2 separate regions of the Capra hircus genome follow, and region 1 is linked to region 2. The links are chromatin contacts, called in public Hi-C maps. All regions are on one chromosome and are shown on one strand. Each heading gives the region's core, a stretch centred on a gene start, on an enhancer-like site or on the middle of the called end of the contact. The rest is flanking DNA. Distances are from core to core; before and after follow the strand shown. Region 1 overlaps LOC106503414 (a long non-coding RNA gene). Region 2 has its middle 25 kb from the start of PTMA.

What was found. Hi-C and Micro-C count contacts between places; a contact is called where the count stands out from the background.
Region 1: a contact with region 2 is called in a Hi-C map of blood, with 2.3 times the contacts expected there. The contact joins two enhancer-like sites. A contact is called at or near these places in 2 of 5 Hi-C or Micro-C datasets (both in blood).

The regions. Positions count from the first base shown.
Region 1 is chr2:16,379,033-16,382,444 of ARS1.2, reverse strand. LOC106503414 (a long non-coding RNA gene) reads left to right here. Exons shown (of 3, transcript XR_001297090.2): 2 at 1-124. Among named protein-coding and RNA genes, the nearest start is that of C2H2orf57, 13 kb to the left of the region's middle. Within about 2 kb of position 1,829, at least 4 of the 5 cell types and tissues checked have an H3K27ac peak or open chromatin away from gene starts, as enhancers often do.
Region 2 is chr2:16,335,322-16,338,392 of ARS1.2, reverse strand. No RefSeq gene overlaps it. Among named protein-coding and RNA genes, the nearest start is that of PTMA, 25 kb to the right of the region's middle. Within about 2 kb of position 1,447, at least 1 of the 5 cell types and tissues checked has an H3K27ac peak or open chromatin away from gene starts, as enhancers often do.

The sequences.
Region 1 (3,412 bases), core at 580-3,079, 44 kb before region 2:
ACTTCTGCCTCAGCCCATCTGGTTCATCTCTACCCTGGGATCAGGGCTGGCAAACCCCTCTGCTGGACTCCCTGCACAGCCCGCCCCCTCCACCAGGCTCTCTGATTCCTGCCCTCCTGCCAGGGTGAGTACCCCCACGTGGGCACTGTGCTGCACCATCCAGGTCACCTGTAGGCCTGAAGGACTTAGGGTACCCCAGAGCTGGGAGTACAGGCTTCAGACAGAAGGATCCTCAGCTGTCAGCCCTCTCTGGGGATCACCTCAACTGAAGAAAGTAAAATATCTTGGCCAAGGCCCAGAGCATCACTTGTTTAAAGCATCACTCTGGCTACCGGGAGGAGAATGGATTCACCACAAGCATCCCCTTTGGCACGTTAGCCCTTTGGCCCAGTTGCTAGGTTTTAACCTCCATTTGTGCGAGATAACTAATCTGCCACTTGAGGCTGGAACCCAGCCCTTGGACTGTTTGGATCCCTGCACAGCCTTGCACTGACTGTGTGTGTTAGTCGCTCAGTCATGTCCAACTCTTTGAGACCCCATGGACTGTAGCCTGCCGGGCTCCTCTGTCCATGGAGTTCTTCAGGCAAGAATACTGGAGTGGGTTGCCCTTCTCCCTGACCCAGTGGATCTTCCCTACCCAGGGATCGAGCCCAGGTCTCCTGCACTGCAGTTGGACTCTTTACCTTCTGAGCCACCAGAGAAGCCTTGCACTGAGTAAATACTCAATGAACATTTATGGCTCACAATCTACTGACACTTCTGTTTCTGCAGTGATCTCTGGGAGCCTTGCTTCTCAGACCAGCATCAGCACCACTTGGGAGCTTGTAGGAAATATAGAATCCCAGGCCCCACACAGACCTCCTCAGTCAGAATCTGCAGTTTAATAAGGTCTCGCAGAAATTTGGATACGTGGGAAAGCTTGAGAAGCACTTCTGGTGAGTAGGATAACTAGAGGAAGTGTGGTAAGTGGGAAGTGAGCCAGGGGGCAAGCCCAGATGTATATAGAGGGCTCACTGCAGGGAGGGGAGGTGTTATCCCTTAAGAGTGCTGCTCACCCTGAGTCACAGAGTCTTGAGAAGAGAAGGGACCAGTAATAAAGCTCTTAGTGGGTATTTTCTATGTCCCGGACACTGGTTTCTCCACCTTTTATATCCAGTAACTAATTCAGTGTTCACAATAGTCCTATAAAGTGGGATCACTGTGTCCTTACAGAAGATAGAGAAACCGAGGTGAGGGTGAGATTGTTCCAGAATCTTCAGCAGGTACACACATTTGCTGTACCTGGTGTTTAGGGCAGGATCTGTTCTGATTGGTCGCTGCCTGTCCTACTGGTTATTCAATGTTTTGAGCGTCGCCCTGGTTACACAGCTGGATGGAGGAGGCAGGATCCAAACCAGCCCTCTGGTGCTGGAGCCACGCCCCAAACCAGGATCCTCTATCCATCTAGGGCCGTCACCACCCAGAAACAGCACACCTCAGGGACGAGTAATGTGTGTCAAAGTGCTATGTAAGCTGTAAAGCACAGTGTAAATGCCAAATGGATTCCTCCGGGACAGAAGTGAGAGGAGCCTGTTAAAAATGGAGAAGCAGGGCTGTGAGAAGGCAGACCAGAGGCTGCTGCGGCGAAGCAGAATTCTCTCTGGTTGCTCAACGGGGTAGCTGAAGCAAGATGGAAAAGCCTCCCTGAGTGGAGCCCCAGGATCAGCCCATGGAAGCTGTAAATTGCCAGAGGCCCCATCAGGCACCAAAAGCAGGGTAGCCCGCGTGAGTCCTCCTGGAATAACCGAGCCCTCCCGATATTTACCACGAGGGGGCGCTGCTCCCCAGCCTACGTCCCACTGGACCCCACCTGCTCGCAGGAAATTAGGCCTTGGAAGGAGTCCTGGTGAGCAAGCTCCAGGGGCTTTGAGAAGTGGAAAAGGCAGGCAGGATGGAGGGAGCCTACGGAGGAGCTCTTGTTCCCACTTTACAGATGAGGAATCTGAGGTCCAGAGATGTCGGATCAGATCCCCCAAACCAGGAAGTTAGGGAGAGGCCGGGTCTTGGTCATTTGATTCCAACCTCAGTTCCCAAGGAGACCACAAGTGGCTGCCAGCTCCTCTGACCCTGTCCTGTCGCTGGTGTGCCTGTATTCTGTATTCTGGGAGGTGGCTGGAACTCCCAGCACAACTGTATTCCCACAATTCCAACAGCCAGACCTCAGAAAGACAGCCCTGTTCCTGAGTTTTTTGAGGTGGTGGGCTCCCTGCCCTCCGGGCTTCAAGAACCCCAACCTGCCACTCCAACCTAGCAGCCTCCCCACTCAGGCAGAACCTGAAGTCTCTTCTCCAGAATCTGGCTCTGGGCCCCCCAGAATTATGTCCTCTTCCACGCCCCCTCCCCACCCAGGGACCCCCATGAGTTCACGTTTGCACCCTGGCGCCCCACTGCAGGCAGAAGCACAAACAAGGGGACGTTTGAGCCTGTGGCTGGGGCCAAATCAGGCAACAAGGTTTTTATTCCTCCGCTCCCACCAACTCCTTTTATGGTCTCTGGGTCCAGTTCCTCCTTCATAATAAGTCGTTAACTGGAAAGGCCTCAGAAGTCACTGAGCCCGACTCCAGCCAACACTTTCCTTTTCTAAAGAGAAAAAAAAGTCTTTATGCCTCCCCGTCTCCAGGAGGGTTCCTAAGACCAGGACCGGCAGGCAGCATCCTGAATGGGAGGGAAACTCTAGCCCTGAGATGGGATCCTGGCACACACTTGTAAAGTAGGGGGAAGGGGGGACCCTAACCTCGGCGTCAGATTCGGTCCTCACCTCTAGCTCCTGAGGTTCTGTCACCGGCCCTGGGGGCCGCCAAAGGAGCATCTAATCCGCCCCGCCCGGTAGGACGCTTTCCTTCCCTCTGTCCTGGGAGCCGGAGTCAGCTCGCGTGTCAGGGAGCACGTGCGTGTATATGATCATGTGTGTACAGAGGCGTGTGAGCCGCCGCACACGCGTCCGCGCCCTGGCCTGGGGGTGGGGGGGGAGGTGTCTGTGCGCGCCCCCTAGGGGCCGGCCACCACCCGCTGCCGCAGCTGCCCAGTGGCCGTGTACAGTCCGCGTGTACCCGGCGCGCACCAGGCCGGCCACCCTCCCGCCCCGGCTGAGAGCACGAGGGTATGCTGGCGGAGCCAGGATGCGCGCCGCCCCCGGAGCCAGGGTACTTCTGGTTCTTGGTTCCCAGGCCGCCCCTTCCCGCCCGGCATTCTCTGTTTTCCCGGGTCTCCCCCTCTGCCTGCGAGGAGCGCTCCCGGGGCGGGATCCGAGAGCAGCCCCGCCCGGGCGGGCCGGCTAGGGTGGCGGGGCGGTCTGGCGCGCGCCGCCCCTCCCCTGTCGCCCCTGCCCCGGCGCACCGATGGGTTTTTCCATGACTGCATCCGGCCGCGGGCC
Region 2 (3,071 bases), core at 198-2,697:
AGGGAGCAGAACTGGCTACAGGAAGGCCTTCCAAGCACCAGCACGCAGGGTTCCCCAGGCCGCCCGCCCTCCTCTGGGAACGGGCTCCCAGGGGTCACGGATGGGTGCTGAGTGCATTGAGGAAGAGATGGGTTTCAAGACCTTTGCACAGTGCAAGCCCCTGGGAATTGGTGAGGAGGGGCAGGAACAAGGCCAGAAAAGGAGGGTCAGTCCCCACGGGAAGATGGGGGGGGTCCACCCCCACCTTCTTCCTTCCCCTGCCTGATGGAGGACACCGCAAACAACCTTGAACCCAGACTACCTGGCCTTTTCAAAGCTCTTTCGGGCCCTGGACTGGAGAAGGAAATGGCAACCCACTCCAGCATTCTTGCCTGGAGAATCCCAGGGACGGAGGACACTGGTAGGCTACAGTCCACAGACCCGACTGAGGGACTTCACTTTCACTTTCGGGCCCTGGAGGTCCCCATTTTACTGAAACTCTTCTTTTCCACCCAAATCGATGAGCCTCGGTTCTTGGGAGGAGTTGGAGTCCCCCTGAAGAGCCGAGTGAGGGCCTCAGGGGGAAAAAGAAGGCACAGGGGATGGTTACAGACTGGAGGGCCGGTCTCGGTCTCGGGGCCCTGTCCCCTGGGGGCTCTGGCCTGTGACCGCCCCCAGCTGGGAAGCCACGCTCCCTTCCCCACCCCCACCCTCCAGGCCCCAGAGAAAAGAGAGCCCCTCCCCAGAGGGCACCTCTCTTCCTGCTTCTGTCACCTGCCGGCAGCTGGAACCCCTGTCCCCAATGAGGAAGCAGAGGTGACCCTGCTACTGTGCTGGCTCCCTTCCCTGCCCCACCCCGCTGGGCACTTGACTCCACATGGATCCTCAGTGGCGGCCCCCTCCCCCAATACTGAAGCCATCAAGTCCCTCCCCTGTTCGTGGGAGTGCCCCGAGCCCACCTGTCCCTTGGCTTCCTTCCCCCACAGCCACCCTCCAGAAAGAGATGTCCACACCCACCTCCACTTCCTCCTGCCTTCCTCATTCCTTAGCCCGTGGCCACCCCGGGGCGATTCAGAGCCTGGTCTCCTCAGCGCTGTGTCCCCCTTGCCGAGCTTTTCTTCCCTCCTCTCCCCCCGTCCTTCCTGTCTGCCCCAGCAGGTCCCTCTGTCTGCCTGGGTCAGAGTTCTCCCCCAAAAGTGGCAGAAGTTTGGGGGGGCCGGGGACCTGGGCACTGACATCAGACACCCAGGGTACCAAGAGGCTTCCTGGCCTAGCAGCTGGGCGGCCTTGGGCAGTTCCTTCTTCCTCTGTGCCCTGGTCTCCTCAGCTGTCAAGTGGGGAGGACAACACAGAGGTGACCCGCCAGGTCCCGCGAGGGTCTGGAAGCACTGGCCTTCCCTCCGTCAGGAGCCAGCCCAGGGCGGCTGCAGCTCAGAGAGAACGCTGAGCTCTGCCTGCCGGAGCCCGGAGCAGCCCGGCACAGATACGCTCAGGGACAGCCACGGCCAGATAACCAGGCGAGGTTTCACTGAGGCCTCCCCAGGGGGTCAGGTCAGGCAGGCTGGCTGACCTGGGGCTCCCAGCCATCTGAGGAGTCACACCCGCGCTCACACTCTCTGTGTCACTCATTCCTGAGCCATTTTAGGAGCGGCAGTGATCCAGGACACCTTGTTCTCCCCTCGGCTGCCACTGCTCCTGAGGAGGTCAAATCCCCCCAGCCTCGCCCACCATGAGCCCAGAGGCCCCTGGAGCCTAAGAGGTGGAGGCTGGCAGCAGATAGTTAACCCCCTGGCCTGGCTCCTGGAAGAGATGCCTCTTAGGGCACTTAGCTTCCTACTCTGTTCCTGGACTTTCCTCAGCCCCCAAAGCAGCTGGCACCCCTTCCCTCTTCACAAATAACCCCCTCCAACTCCTTCTGACCAGAGGGGACACAGGGCTCCCCCAGGTGGCCAAATGTGCCAAGGCCGGAAGCTGGGGAGTGTGCAAGGACTCCCTTCAGATACCTTGTCCCTTTAGCCTGATAAATACATCTGCCTGGTCAGACCAGGTGTTCCAGTTTGAGGTTTGGAAAATCAGGTCACCTGGATGTGTGCTCACCGCTGTAGCTGTAGGAAACAAGCACTGTGTGTGGTCCAGGTATAAACTACCCTTAGCTGGGCTGCGGGCAATTGCTGACAGCCATTCCAAACACGGGTGAAGGACTGTCTGCAGGGGCTGGCCTCACACCCTGCTTCGTCATGGGTCACAGGACACGGGGATGGGAAGCCCAGCTAGAAGCCAAAAGCACACTGGAACCAGTAATCATCACCGTTTATCACGCGCCTTTGGTGTGCCTTTCATCATGTTCCAGGCCTTCTATCCTTCATCTCTTTGCTTCTCACAACAACATAGGAAATGGTTGTTATTATTATCCAAATGTAGCAGATGAGAAAACTGAGGCTCAATGAATTTAAATCCCTTGTTTAAAATCACCCAGCTAGGGGAAGCCTGAATTTGAACTCAAACATGCCTGACTCCAAATTCCTTGCTCTTATGCAAGCTGGCCTATGCACAGGAAGACGACGTGGCAGAGTAACGAGGTATGAGTGTGCTCATGAGTGAGGGTGTACAGCTCCTTCCCACACCAGGAGCACACCCAGCAGGTGCTCAGCAGAAGTAAGTGGCACTGTGACAGGCCAGCTATACAGGCGCGGTGAATACATAAATATGAGAGAAAGGGACAGTTAAGCCAGCTTCCTGCCCAGGTGTGCACAGAGGCCCAGAGTGACCCAGGAGCTGCTTGTGTGCAGGACAGCTCAGAGCTTGGGTATTTGTCTTTCTAGAACATACACCCCTGGACACTGTGCAGGACACTGACGTCCAGAAAGTTCCAGTGACTGGCTGCAGTCTGCCCTTGGCTCAGTGCCAACTGAAGCCTAGCTTCTAAACCCTGGCAGGCGTTGGTGACAGCCACACGAAAGCTGGGGACACACACATGAACACAGGCTTGGTCACACACGCCCCGCTCACACATATATCTTCTGAAGACAGAACCTCTGCCACCATCGGTTCTCTGCAGACACAGTTGAACTCTTGGCCTCTTGGACACATAG